Linked DNA regions of Muntiacus reevesi: all the other regions are linked to region 2. The links are chromatin contacts, called in public Hi-C maps. All regions are on one chromosome and are shown on one strand. Each heading gives the region's core, a stretch centred on a gene start, on an enhancer-like site or on the middle of the called end of the contact. The rest is flanking DNA. Distances are from core to core; before and after follow the strand shown. Region 1 holds the start of FOXN2 (forkhead box N2). Region 2 holds the start of FBXO11 (F-box protein 11). Region 3 holds the start of PPP1R21 (protein phosphatase 1 regulatory subunit 21).

Evidence for each region. Hi-C and Micro-C count contacts between places; a contact is called where the count stands out from the background.
Region 1: a Hi-C map of muscle shows a contact between it and region 2, with 4 times the contacts expected there. The contact joins the promoter of FOXN2 here to the promoter of FBXO11 in region 2. A contact is called at or near these places in 2 of 3 Hi-C or Micro-C datasets (blood and muscle).
Region 3: a contact with region 2 is called in a Hi-C map of blood, with 5 times the contacts expected there. The contact joins the promoter of PPP1R21 here to the promoter of FBXO11 in region 2. A contact is called at or near these places in 2 of 3 Hi-C or Micro-C datasets (blood and muscle).

Annotation. Positions count from the first base shown.
Region 1 is chr3:72,376,899-72,381,861 of mMunRee1.1, reverse strand. FOXN2 (forkhead box N2) reads left to right here and starts at 1,463. Exons shown (of 6, transcript XM_065929311.1): 1 at 1,463-1,641.
Region 2 is chr3:72,743,046-72,747,646 of mMunRee1.1, reverse strand. FBXO11 (F-box protein 11) reads right to left here and starts at 1,823. Exons shown (of 23, transcript XM_065929315.1): 1 at 1,499-1,823. The coding sequence starts at 1,724.
Region 3 is chr3:72,285,717-72,290,072 of mMunRee1.1, reverse strand. PPP1R21 (protein phosphatase 1 regulatory subunit 21) reads left to right here and starts at 1,373. Exons shown (of 22, transcript XM_065929303.1): 1 at 1,373-1,480. The coding sequence starts at 1,424.

The sequences.
Region 1 (4,963 bases), core at 214-2,713, 370 kb after region 2:
CTGAAGCATGTTGTATATTTGCTTTGTGGTCTTCTAACTCTGAATGCAGCTATGAGGCCCTCCAGAACAGTGTAATGAAAAGCAAGTGGAACTAGTAGATGACTGAACAAATCATATAAACAGTGTTTTCATCTGTGGAATGAGGGGAACATTTCCATTTTTGTTACAATATATGGTGATTCCTATAATTCTTCTGTATCTCTATCATCCCCACAGCTTGGCTTGTTTTATTGTCAGCAGGCAGCTTGTTTCATATTCTGCCCACTTTATACTTAGAACCTGGCTCATATACTGTTCATTGTTCAGGAAGGAAATGAACTTCAGTTAGCACCTACTGTGCCTCAGTTACCGTCCACGTCTATTTCATATACCCTTTCTTAAAAAATCCATTCAACACATTTGTGAGGTAGGTATTGCTACTCTAGTTTTTGAAGATGTAGTATAGGAATTCATAATTTTAATTATAAGGATCGAAGTGGTAACGGTAAAATGGAGCCTTGTGTCAGTTTCCCATTTTGACAGGTTATTTTTCTATGCCTCAGTTTCCTTAACTGTAAAGTGGGAATTAACAGGAGTTAGGAGAAGATTGGCAGATTTCATACAAAAACAAAACAAACAAGGAAGTATTTCTCAAATGGAACATTCTTATGCTGAAATTCGGCTTTAACTAGACACAGCTGAATTTTACCTGGCAATACTATTTTAGCATTACGGTTACAACAATGTAACCGTGTAAAGAATTTAGCCCAGCCCATAGCACTTAGAGCGCGTTCTGGAGCTCCTTATTAAATTTTGGGTCTGATTTCCAAGCCCTTTTTCTAAAAAAAAAATCTCAGACATTTTGAGCTCAGTTTCCACATAAACTTTCAGTCAAGCGAGGGTGATACTACTGTAAATTTCTATTAGTGCTTTACCGTTTCTAAAGCTCTTTCAATTAAAGCCTGGCCAATGGCGGAAAGCTCCTGAGGAAACACAGAGTTCGGGTTACCGAGGGCGGCCGCTGCAGTCGCAGCACTAGCTTCTCGGACTTACCAGCCTGGCGGCCACCCTCGCCCCGCCCAGCTGCGTCCCGCCCCCTCCCCATCTCGGCCACTCAGCGGCCGCGCCGCGACCCGCCTCACTCCTATAGGTCCTTCCCGGACAGGCGAGGCCTTTCCATTTTCCCGCCTTCCCCAGCCCCTCCACAACCCGAAACCTGACTGGCTCACAACGTCACCGCCCTGCCTTCTGTGCGAGCCCCGCCCTTCCGGACACCGCATCCCTTCCTCTGCCACCGGCCGCCTCAGCAGCCTGCCGGTTCCCAGGCTTGGGCCTCGGGTAGGAGGTGGGAGGGGAGTGGGAGGGACTGGCGGAGCCCCCTCCCGAGGAGTCGCTGGAGGCGGGGACTGGAGGGAGAGGCGGGGCTAATCTCCTTGGCGCCTCGTTGCCATGGCAGCGGGGGAGGGCGGCGGGAGGGGAGGAAGCAAACGGGAGGGGGATGTGGTACTGCTGCGGCCGCCACCGCAGCTGCCGCTGCCTGCTCGTGGCCGCGTCTTCCCGGAGGCGGCTACTGGAAGCGGCCGAGAGCAGCTGTGGTGCTCTGCCATATTGTGTCTTCCCCTACCCATCCCTCGCCCCTCCGCTGCGGCGGCCGAGCTGACGGTGAGTCCCGAGCGGAGCGGCGCCTTCCCCAGCCGGCGCCGCCCGGCGTCCGTGCTCCCCGCCCCGAGCCGCGCCGCGGCTCCCGGGCTCGGAGACAGCGCGTGCGGCAGGCGCCGGGCGTGGGGCGCGGAGGCGGCTGTCCCGTGACGCGCCCGGACATTTTTGTCCCGTGATGAACTGGCACCGCCAGGGGAGTCTTCCCTTGCGCGTGGCTTGGGTGGTTTGTGGGCTCCCGGGGGGCGGCGAACTGAGGATAGTGCGGCCCGGTGAGGAGTTAGGAGTTTTTCTTGAGGGGTGTAATGACGGCCCGGGAGCGGGTGTCCACGGCGGAAACCGGGGCTAGTGTTGCTGGCGCTTCGGAAAGGCTTGGAGGTGGCCTCGAGGACTCTTAGGGCTCGACTCGGGGTGAATCTACTGTTGAGGGAAGCGCCCCAAGCCCGTCGGGAGTCATTGCCGGAACCCCCTCCCCCAGCTTGAAGTGCAGCGAGACGTGCCGGGCGTGGAGTTCTCGTCCGGTCCCGGACGGACTGACTGGGCCGGGCCAAGTAGAGCCCGGGGAGGCGCCGGGCGCGGCCGGCAGTGAACTCTGAGCAGCCGGGCGGCCGAGCGTTGGGGTGGGCAGGGCTGGGTCCCGGATGTGGGGGTGATCGACCTCGGCACGCTCTGGCCCTTCCTCCAGCGGGCGCCCGGGGGTCCGCCGAGGGTGCTGTCTCGGGGTGGGAGTTAGTGTTTCTGCTCTGCAATATGGACACTTCCTGTTCGCCGCTTCTCTTGGGCCCTCTATCTCTGCCCTTCAGTTCTTTTTACTGGGAAGGCGAGAGGTCGTGAGGGCTTGTGCGAGGTCCCTCAGCTCTTCTGAGTTCGCCCCGTTGTAAAAGCCCAGAGTTTGGGACCCGGGAAGAAGGTGGGAGTCAGGGGAAAGCCGTCCCTGTGTGTAGTGCTCCATTTTACTCAACTCCACCCTATTGCCCCTTTGCAGAATGCCTCTGTTCCCATCGCGGCTCACGAGAGTTAGCGTGTCTTAATTCACTGGGGGCACACTCTCGGGAATTTTCCGGGACCTGATTTCTGCTTTAAAGTCTCTTTAAAGCAGCCCCTGTACTTCGTTTTCTGTTTATAGAAAAAAGCGTTAGCGTGCAAGGAAATGACACACAACTTTCTTTCACCCCAACTCAGGTTGTGGGAAGAGGTCGATTGTTATTTCCAGGTTAGTTGACGCTGTTAATCCTGTCTTCTGACTGTGACAGCCACGTGGCCGACTGGGTGTAATTGAGTGCCCTAGCACCGCTAGAGCAGAGGCGTCACTGGCAGCTGGGGGCTTTGTAGCCCTGCAGTTGCTTTGGACCCACATTTTGGTGTTTCCTGAGATGGGGAAGTGGACAAAGCTGAATTGTTCTTCTCTATCTCTGTTCCAACCAAGTCGACTTCTCCCTGTTTGCTTGCAGTCTGTGTAAGGTGCCTTCTGTTTTGATGATTCGTATTTGAAATCTAAGCAGTATTAGGTACCATTATAGAGTGATGGGGAACAGAAGAGTACATTATTGAGTTTCTCAACTCTGGGGGAAAAATCCGTTTGAATTTCAGAGTGGTTAATAAGTTTCTAATGTAATCAGAAGTAATCTCATTCTGGAGGATTTCTTTTTGATAGTTTCATTATAACCTGAAAAGATCTGTTACTAGTGGAAATACTTGTTTATAGATAAATACTTTGTTTGATTTGTGCATGGGCACTTTTTTTTTAAGGGAAAGTATTAATAGCTAGTATAGATGTTAACATCAACGGATTAAAATATATAAAAGTAAGAGACCAAGGACTGAAGATCAAAAATAACAAAAAGCAAAATAAATATATTATTAAATTATTTTAAAGTAAGATAAGTTAAAAAAAGGTTGAAGATAGATATTTGGACAGTTTGGAGTTTTCAGAATTTAGGTATCAATACAAACAATTTAAGTACATACAATCTTTGATTTCATCATGTTAAATTTTGTAAATATTTTGATAAATTTGTATTATTTCTGTAACATGTTTTTATTTGCATCACTTTTATTTGAAGAGTGCTAAACCACAGGAAACATTTAGAGTTATGTGAAGTTACAGCAGCACCATTTATTAGAATTTTAATATGCCATAATAATGGTTTTCAGGGAAGTTAATAGCTAAAAAGATTGGAGAGGCTTCAGTGCAGAAAAGACAATGCAATTGAGAAGTGAATATGTGTGGTGACCGCTGAAACGAATGCATAGTTGAGAAAGAAAACTAAATGAGATGAAAAAGTACTTATATAATGGAGGAAACACTGAAAACATATGCTGGGAGATAGCTACATTAATAGTTATGGGATGTGGCTATCAAATGAAACTTTACAAAGTGCCATCCAAACAAGGATTAATCTTGTTCTTGTGTCAGCTTGTATATGTGTGTCTTGCTTTTGGATTGTTGTCATTTTCGCACCTGCTTTTTGCATACTTGCAAAAAGGTCCTCCAGAATAAAGGGCCCAATTCCTTATTGATTTCTTAGGGAAGAAAAAGTGCTCTAGGATTTGATCCTTATTCTTGGGTTGAAGAGACATGATTAATACATGTGGGGAAAAAAAAGTTTACAGTGTGATGATCTAATTAGGAGTTAAATTGTATGATTCAGGCAGGTACTGTAAGAGTTGAAAAGGAAATTAGAAGGTTTGAGTAAGATAGAGGGGTAGCTTCTTGAAGAAATTAAGGTTTTTGCTTTCAGAAGTCTTACCTTCATGTTAGTCCCACTAGATTAATCTTCCTAAAGATTATATCACTCTATTGACCAAAACCCCTTATATCAAGAGTAATATCAAATTTCTTCTCAAGAGTCTTTGAAATTCGGACCTAGTCTTCTCCCATCTTATCTTCCACAGGAAGTGTTCATTATTTACTACTTCAACGTGGTTTAACAATTTACTTCTTTTTCCCTTGGCTGATACAACATTTTTCTGTTGGAAATGCACCTACACACATCCTCTTAACCACTGAAAATCTGCTCAAACTTGAGGCTTGGTTAAAGTGTTAATTGTCTTGAGAGCCTTGGAATCATTTTAGACCTGCCTTCCACCTCTCCAGCAGAAGTCTTATTCTCTTGGGTTGCAGCATTCTATACTACCTTGTGTTTTTTTTTTTTAATAAATAGTTTTCAAGCACCTACCATTTGCCAGGCACTGTTATCAGAACAAAGGCTATAGCCTTGCAAAAACAGATTCCCTATTCTTCATCCCAAGAAAATTATAAAGTCTTTGACCACCCAGAAGAGTCTCCCTCCCCAGCGCCTCACTGCCCCCAGATAGATGCTTAGTG
Region 2 (4,601 bases), core at 574-3,073:
AATGCAGCACAAGACCTCTAACTGGCTTGAACACATCCTTTCAAGCAACGTATAGTAAACTGTTTTCACAAGGACTATCTGTAACAGTAACCAGTGAAAACCGTTTAAACTATTTTTCAATTATCATCTCCCTCTTTCATTTGTTCGGTATTTTGATCATGTACAACAAAGAAACAATTTTTAAGGAAAGAATGTATGATTTTCAAAAGGCATTTAATCTTAATTCCCTCAGCCAAAGGAGGTGTGACAACCAACGCACGTAAAATTAACCTTAATCCGCCAACGAAAACACGCAAAATGTCTCCTAACAATTCCCCTCCTCCTTAAACAACAACCGTACACATAAATACGGTATTGACCTCCACCCCCACTGAGAGCAGCTAATTAACAAACAGAATAGTTACATTTGAAGATCAAGGTGCAACACCCCATCTCCAAAACCTCCCCAAATAACATCATCAAAGTAGAACTGAACATTATTTTTGCTAAATCAAGAATCCAACCCCCGGGAGCTTCAGCCCTTAGACAATGGTGGTTACCAGACAGAGCTACACAGTTGGGTCCAAATGACACATTTCACTAGGCCCTGGACACAACACACACAGGCACAAACACACGCACTCTCTCCCACAAGGGGTCAGTTCTAAGGAAGGGGCGTTCAAATCCCACTGGGAGACGGAGGGGCAGCATGGTGGCGTGGGGGTATCCTAGCGGAGGACAAGCGAGATGGGAGTCGATAGAGCGGAAGGGTAACTGCACCGCACGCGAGGGAGGGGGCTGGAAATGGCCGATGGATTCTATATTTATTTATTTAAAGGTCTTAATTTAACGGGTCCTTCCCAGGGGTTCTGTAACTAAAGCCAAACTGCGCAGCAAACATTATGAGGTTGGGAGAAGAGTCGCCGCTCCCCCTACCCCGTGACTTGGGGGGGGGGGGGAGGGCGGGGGAAACAAGTTCCCCGGCCAACACCACCGACCACTCCAACTCCCCCACTCCCCTCCTCCACAGGAAGGGGGAGGCTAACAGAGAAAAGGGGGAAAAACAAGTTCCCCAGCCAGCCCTAACCACCCGATCACTCCCAGTTGTCGCCCCCATCTTCCATTAGAAACAGGAGACCAAATCGTGGAAGGCAGCCGAAAAAGGAGAGATTCCACCCTTCGCCTTACCCCCACCCACCAACAGACTCCAGCGGGGTCCGTAAGGGAGCTCAAAAACCAGAGGGATGGGTCGAGGGGAGAGGGTGCCGAGCCCCCGAAACCAAACAAAGCGCGGCCTGAGCTAAGAGCCCAGGCGAGTCGGGAAGCCGCGGCTTTTCCTGCCGGCCGGGGCCCGGGCTGAGCTGACACTGCGGCACCGGGGGACCCGCCTCCGCTCGGCCTCCCTTCTCCCACCCCCCAGGCGCACAAGCCGCCCCTGCCCGCCCCGGCCTCCCTCCCCGCGGGTCCCGCCGGCCGGGCGCCCGAGCCGGCGGGCGGCGGGGAAGGAGCGCGGCCTTACCCCGCTCGCCGGCGTTGTTCCGCTCCTGGGGCAGCGGCGGAGGCGGCGGTGGCGGCGGCGGAGGCTGTTGCTGCTGCTGCGGCGGCGGCGGAGGCTGCTGCTGCGGCGGCTGCTGCTGGGGCGGCTGCGGTGGCGGCTGCTGCGGGGGCTGCTGCTGCTGTTGCTGCACCGGGCGCGGCCGCGACACTCGCCTGGGTCTCCGGTTGGCGGCTCGGACGGAGTTCATTTGCCGGGCTGAGGTGGCGGCGTTGGCGGAGGGACACACACACACACACGCACACGGATCGCGAGCTACGGGGCGGGAGAAGGGGGTGGGGAAGGGGGAGGAAGGAGAGGGGGCGAGGGGAAGGGGAGATGGTAAGGGCGGAGGGGCGAGCGGGACCCCGAGTCAAGAGAAAGGCCCGCGGAGACAGACAGAGACCGAGCGAGGCCAGGCGGGCGGGCCTGACGCACGGGGAAGGCCGAGGCCGCCGGGCGGGGCGGCCGCGAGGGACGGAGACAGAAAGACCGGCAGAGCAAGAGAAAGAAAGAAAGGGCGTCCGCCCGCCTGGGGATCCTGAGGCGAAGCGCGGCGTCGGCGGCTGAGGAGACAGACCCTGGTCCCGCCGACTCCCGAGCGGCGTCTCCGGCGGCGGGGGGGAGTGGGCGGGAGGGTGAGGAAGGGAGAAGGAGGAGAAGAGAGGGAGAGAAGGGAGGGAGGGAGCAGGGGGCGCCCGGCTCTTTTTTTTTCCTCTTCCTCCCCCCCACACCCCCTGAAAGAGATTTCTGAGAGGAATTTTTTCTCTCTTTCTTCGGCCTCTTCTCTCTCCTCCCCCCCTTCTCTCCTCGGCGAAGGGGAAATGAGTGTGAAGGGAGGAGATATGGGGAAAAAGAGGCGTCGTCGTTCCTCCTCCTTAAAGGAGCCTTTCCTCCTCCTCCTCCTCAGCCCCGTCGCCGCTGCTTCTGCTGCTGCTCCGTGGCAGGAGGAGCCATTGACACCGCCGGAGCCACCACTCGCCCAGTCGGTCCCTCCCCGCCGCGGGGCTGGCCAGGGGCGCGGGGGAGGGCCGTGGAGCGGCGGGGGAAGGGGCAAATGGGCGGGGAAGAAGAGGGGCGGGGATTCCGGCCAAGGAGCCAATGGGAGGCGCTCATACAACCTTCGGGCCAATGGGGCCTCTGCTCTTATCGCCAAGTCCCTTCCTTCAACGCCCTGTTTCCTCTCGGGTTTCCTCCCTCCCCCGCTAAGGAGGTGGGGGAAGGAGGAGATGGGGAGTGTGGTGGGGCGGGTGATAATGGGGAGGTATCAGGGCATATAATAGAGCGGGGGGTGGATGAAGAGAGCGCTAGTGCGTAGCGACGATTCTAGGAGAGGAGGTGCTCGGAGGAAAGGGCGGGGGCTGCTGATGTAATGGGGAGAAGTGATTAATCCTTCGGTTCGCCGTTTCAACCTCTCCCCGCCGCCCCCCCCCCCCCCCATCCGATTTTTTAAGCGGAAAAGAAAAGTAGAGCGAGGTAGCCAGTCTTTGATAACTGGGGTTTTTTTTGTGGTAGGTAGGTTCAAACTCTGAGCTGTAGGGAGCGCTAGAGATTCTGTACCCTTTAGTTCAGCTAAGGGTATTTGCTAAACCTTGAAGATCCACTTTACCGAGCTTTGAGCTCGGGAACCGAAGTTAGAAGTCGGTTCCTACTTGTAGTCTAAAAGGAGTATCTTAAAAAGATTGTGATCAATAGGGAATAGACCTTTGGTCAGTTTACTTATTGAAGACGCGGTCTCTATAATGTTTGGGGAAATAATAGGTGAGAAAAGAGGAGAAGTAAATGTGTTGAGGTTGTGATTGTTTATGTGATAAACGTTTTAATTTTTTTTTTTTTTTTTTAGATCTCACAAACTCAGAGGGAAAGAAAAGCCCCAAGGGGAATTATCTTTTGTGTCTGTATCTGGTCCCCTCAAGATAATCTCTCCCCAGGGAAAACGTGTTTTTATTCCCTCGCTGCTGTTGTGATGATTGAAAAAGTATCCTTTCTCGGTTCTTTCCGCTCTCTTTTGTTTATCACCTTATGGAAATGGTAAAACTGGCAGTTTACCTGATTCTCTGATTTTCGATCTTCAGGTGATTTCTTTCTCATTTCAGTTTGACTAGGTGCTGTCTTAGGTTTGAGATGGATGGCTAAGTGGTTACAAAGTACAATAAGAGAAGTAGGGGTAAGAGCGGGGAAGTGTATGTTTTGGGAGGGGAGAGAGGAACAGTAAGAGCCACTGTTGTGTAGGGTGTTTGAGTCTGACTTGATGTATGCCTCTGGGCAAAATACGTTTCTAACTTTCAGGGTTCCCTCACTTTAAATAAGAATTTACATTGGATTACATAATACTGTTTTTAATTTTAAAACATTCTCTCATTTTGGGATGAGCTCTCTTTGGTCCTGACAATGGAGAAACTTAGATCTAAGTTTGCTTCTCGAGAAAAAAATTGAAGAGGGAGGCTTACAATGAAGAACTGCAAATGTTTGTTTATGGTGGTTGTTAGCAACGTACAAATGGGTAAAATTTTAGATTTGGTTCAAGTAAATGTAGCAGGAAAAAAGGAAAATGACATGCTATTGTACATATTATAAGTGGATCCATAACTCTGATTTTTTCTGAAAATTTACTTTTTTTCCAGCATGCATTTATTGCTTCCTTCTGTGTATGCATTGCTATGTAAGGTGCTATGGGAGATAGCAAAATATAAAATGAATTGCAAAATATGGGGCATAGTTTGTATTTTGGTGTGGTAGTTGATTTAGTTAATTCAGATGTACAGAGAAAACATAGTTTATTCTCTGTAGCTTATCCTTTTTGAGTCCCCACGTTATTCCTTTTCTTTTATAGTTAAGTGTTGAATCTTACAGATTTCCCATTTCCCTGTCATTCGAAGATATACATGGGAGTTGAGGGATTCTGTGTAAAATGTACATAGATGGAATGTCACATCTTCGATATCCTAGATTTCCAAGTTGTAATAAACTTGGAATGATAGTTCTCTGGCATGTGGCAGTAAGATGCCTTATTTTAACAAAACCAGTATATTATGATAATTTTCTGATAGGTGGAAGTAAAATGCCTTGATAGTGCCTTTTTCTAATT
Region 3 (4,356 bases), core at 124-2,623, 460 kb after region 2:
TATAACTAACACCCCTTTCCCTACTACCTGGATAATAAATGTTAACTTCCAGTCACAGTCACTTGAAAAAATTAAATAAAAATAAAATTTATGCTTCTTTGTTCTTTCTCATTTCCCTTTCTTCGTTTTCTCACTAGAGGCAATCACAAGCCAGAATTAGACGTGTATCCTTCCAGTTCTTGTTTCTCTATTTTTAGTACACGTTCATGTGTCCATGAGCAGCACAAATGTTGCTTTATATTCCTCAAATGTATCTTTTCATGTTCTAGTATACTGCAATTTGCTTTTTACATTTCAGTGTTTTGTTATGTTGATAGACACAGATTCATGCAGATATATACAGATCTAGGTTATTAGTTTTATTAAACTGCGGTGCTGTAATTTATGGCAAACAAGTATCCTAAATTTATTTTTTATTCCTCTATGAACATTTCAATGTTGCAATAAATGCAATGCTTAGAATATCTAACATGTGAAACGTCCTCAAAACATATTTAATGAGCAAAGCGGCATAAAGTATTTCAGGCAGGCTATTATTTGCTTCAATTGTCCAGTTACGTTGTTAACGTCCACCCTATCTGCATGCGTGGCAGGGATCATTCCCTGAAATTTCCTAAAACCTTTTTACCCAATTCTCTGAGAAAACGCTCTGATGCAGTGCCAGTATGGGGGCAGGGCTGGGCGGGTGGAATGGGTAGAGAATGGACACAAAGACATCCCAACGTCAAAATATAAGACAAAGAAGGTTTGTCTGGAGCAGAACAGGGTGACAGAAGCGCGCTTTATAAATCTGGGGAGAGTTTACAATGCAGGCCATATCCGGGGCTACCATATCCGGATAGCAGGTAGCGGAATACAGAGGTCTTTCTCTCTGAGCACCTTCTGAAAGATGGAACCATCAAACGACAGGCGTTGCCATGGGAACCAGTAGGGGAGGACGGTGTGTTCGACCAGAATTCTTGATGCGCTTAGAATGTTTCTTCTTCCGGTCCTCGATTCTTCGCACCACCGCCCCTCTCCGCCGTCCCCCGCCCATTCTGTGGGCTCTTATCATTTTCTTCCCCTTTTAATGCTCTCCTTCCCTGTTCTGGGTCGCCATCTTGGACCATGAGTCAAGATGGCGCTCCCTGGTCCTAAAGGCAGAGCCCAGGAGCGCCAGCGATTCTGCGCGTGTACGTGCTCGGGCGCGGGAGGGCGGGGCGGTGACGTCAGACGTCGCCCCGCCCCCGGTGGTCGCTCCACCCCTGGCCCCACTCCTCCTTCCTCTCACCCGGCGAACCCGGAAGTGGAGGAGGAGGCGCGGCGGCGGTGGCAGAGCGGGCAGGAGCTGGTGGAGCCATACCCGGCAGCGTGTCTGGGGTTGGGGGCGGGGGGTGGGGCTGAGTGGCCTGGGCAGTCTGGCCTGGACAGGGCGGGGGAGGCCATGGCCTCGGCAGAGTTGCAGGGGAAGTACCAGAAGCTGGCTCAGGAGTACTCGAAGGTACCCGTCGTATGCGGGGAGTAGGGGGTCCCCGGTCCTGCGGCCTCGGGTTGCCTTGGCAGCGACTTGTCGGGACAGAGGGAGACGGTGGAGGGGGCACGCGAGCGCGCCCCTCCTGTCTCCTCCGCCTTCTGTATCTACCATTACCGCGCTTCCACCTGCAGTTCCCAGGAGATGGGGCCGGGCGGTGTCTGGTCAGTGTGCGTTTCTGCGGGAAGGAGCTGGAGTTTGATTCTTCCTTCTCACTGAACTAGCGGGCTTGGACAGGGATGTCAGAAATCCTGGCTTCCGCCTCTGGTGCTGGTCGGGAGGGGCAGGGAAAGGTGAGGACCATCGCTTTCCTGCTGCTTCCTCAGTTTTCCAGCCCGGCGATGGGAAGGATCAAGCTTTCTCCTTTGCCACAGGGATGATGTGAGGATAAAGAGATTTATCTGCCTCCCCCCGACCGCCCGCAATTAAATCTGAAGTGTGAATAGAGTCTTGCGTGTACGCTACTTCACCAGAGAGAGATGGTTACAAATGGATTCAGTGCTTTGGAAAGACGTTGTCTGAAAATGATTTTGAAAGCTGGAGTGCTAGGGCTGTGTCCTTTTCTCTTTTTCTTGGGTCGCCTGGAGTGGGGCAGAGCACCCAGAAGATGCTCAGGACATGTTGAATTAAGCAAAATAGTGACCTTTCCCTTTTGTCATATTTATGGCATCCGTCTGTTAAATGATGGGACCCTTTTCTTGGAAAAGGGCGTTGCTGCTTTTCTGGGTAGTGTGGTTCTGCCTCAAGAATATGCTAATGAAGTTCTCGAAGCAGAATCTCGCGTCTTTGAAAATAGATTCAGTAGTCATTAAACTTGGTTTTCAATGATCTTGGCATTCAAGGGAGCATGGGGAAGCTTAGACTCCTTTTTACTTTGGAGAAACCAAGACACACTTTAAAAATTTCATATAACAAATATGCAGCAAGGTGAAATGCATTGTTTTGTGAAAAATAAAACCTGTACCTAAACATACACACTTAAGTCTTCACAATCACATGGAAGCCTTTTGAGATTATTATGGCACTGTTATTCCAGTGGCGCTACTATTGGCAAGGGCTTCCCCAGTGGCTCAGAAGGTAAAGAATCCGCCTGCAGTGTGGGAGGCCTGGGTTGGGAAGATCCCCTGGAGGAGGGCATGGCAAGCCACTCCAGTGTTCTTGCCTGGAGAATCCCTATGGACAGAGGAGCCTGGCGGACTATAGTCCAAGGGGTCGCAAAGAGTCGGACAGACTGAGTGTCTTAAGTATGACCATTGGCAAGACTTCTGCATTTCCCTTTGAATTTGTCTCTAAGAGCCTCTGGCAAGATGTTAGTGATGACAAGTTTTTATCCTTTGAAGGCATTTTTTGTTTCTTTGTTTGAAAGGGCAAGAAATTATTTAGAACAAATCCATGTGATGAAGTGTGGTGGGTAGAGGATGGCAGCTCGCACACTTGGCTCTCCTATTTTGGGGTGAAAATGTTTCATGAGTATAAAGTAAGGGGATTGATTTCCTTTTCCGGAGAGTAAACAAGCTCAGAAGGCAATTCCAAATGGCAGAAGAGAGTTCTAGAAATATGTAGAGCGGTGACTGCACTGCTGAAATAACAGCCTCCCAAAAGTAGTGAAAACTTTGAAAAGATTTTATTCTTTTGGCTATGTAAGCTCTTTGGTTCAGCAGACAGTTATGTGCCACCTGTGAAGAGTCTGCCAGGCCCCATAGAGTGAGGCAGAATTCCACCTTAAGGAGAACCCTTTAATAGAATATTCAAATGTACTTAAAATTAATACAAGATGACAAGTGTTAGATCAGTGGGCGCACAGAAGAAATGGCAGGTAAGAGCAGAAGTTACTCAGTTGGGGAGTAATGGATAGGGAGGAAAGGATGGATGGTAGTATTCCAGGCAAAGGAGACAGTCTCTGCTGACTTGAAGACATGGTCAGATACATGACAGAGAGTGGTGAAGTATGGTTGGAGGGATAATTTGGACCCAATCATGAAGAGTTGTGGATGTCAAGTAAGAAGTTTGAACTTTGAATAAATGGAATAGACACTAAAGGTTTTCAAATGGGAGAGTGACATTGCTTTTGGAAAGATAACTGGTAGCTGTGTGGAAGATGACTGAAATGGGGAAAGACTGGTGAAAAGGAGACCAGACTGCGGGCTCCTTGAATAGCACCAGGGAGAGTTATATAGGATTAAATAAAGTTTGTGACTGTTAAGATGGAAAGGGCTTAAATTTAGGAATTATGGTTGACAAATATGGTTTAGCTTATCTGTTTTTTGAGTGCCTGCTTTGCACGTAGCCACAAACTTATGAAGGATATGGAAGTGTCAGGACACTCATCCTTGTGTCTCATTCATTCTGTGGGACGTCACGTGATGAGTGAGGGAAGACTTGAGAGTTGACTCTGAGATTAACCCATGGACTGCTCTGACGGAACACCACTGCCAACTGGCAGAGGAGGGTGGGTCAGAAGGCGCACCAGTTTGGAGTGAAGGTTAGATGTAATCATAGAATTATGGTTGGAAGGCATGCTGAGGCCATCTGATTCACATAGTAGGTTGAAGTAATGTTGGGGTCATTGTCGAAAATTTCTAGTGGAGACAGACTGGCTAAAAGTCAGGACAAAGGCCAGAACTTTTATTTATTTATTTTTTTCATTTATTTTTATTAGTTGGAGGCTAATTACTTTACAATATTGTAGTGGTTTTTGCCATATATTGACATGAATCAGCCATGGATTTACATAGGCCAGAACTTTTAAAATAATTCCCCTAAAGACGGTAGTTGAACTTTGAGAGTTAATCACTTTAGGTAGATTCCTTGGGGAACATCTGTGGGAAGGCTGTGACAATAGGAGA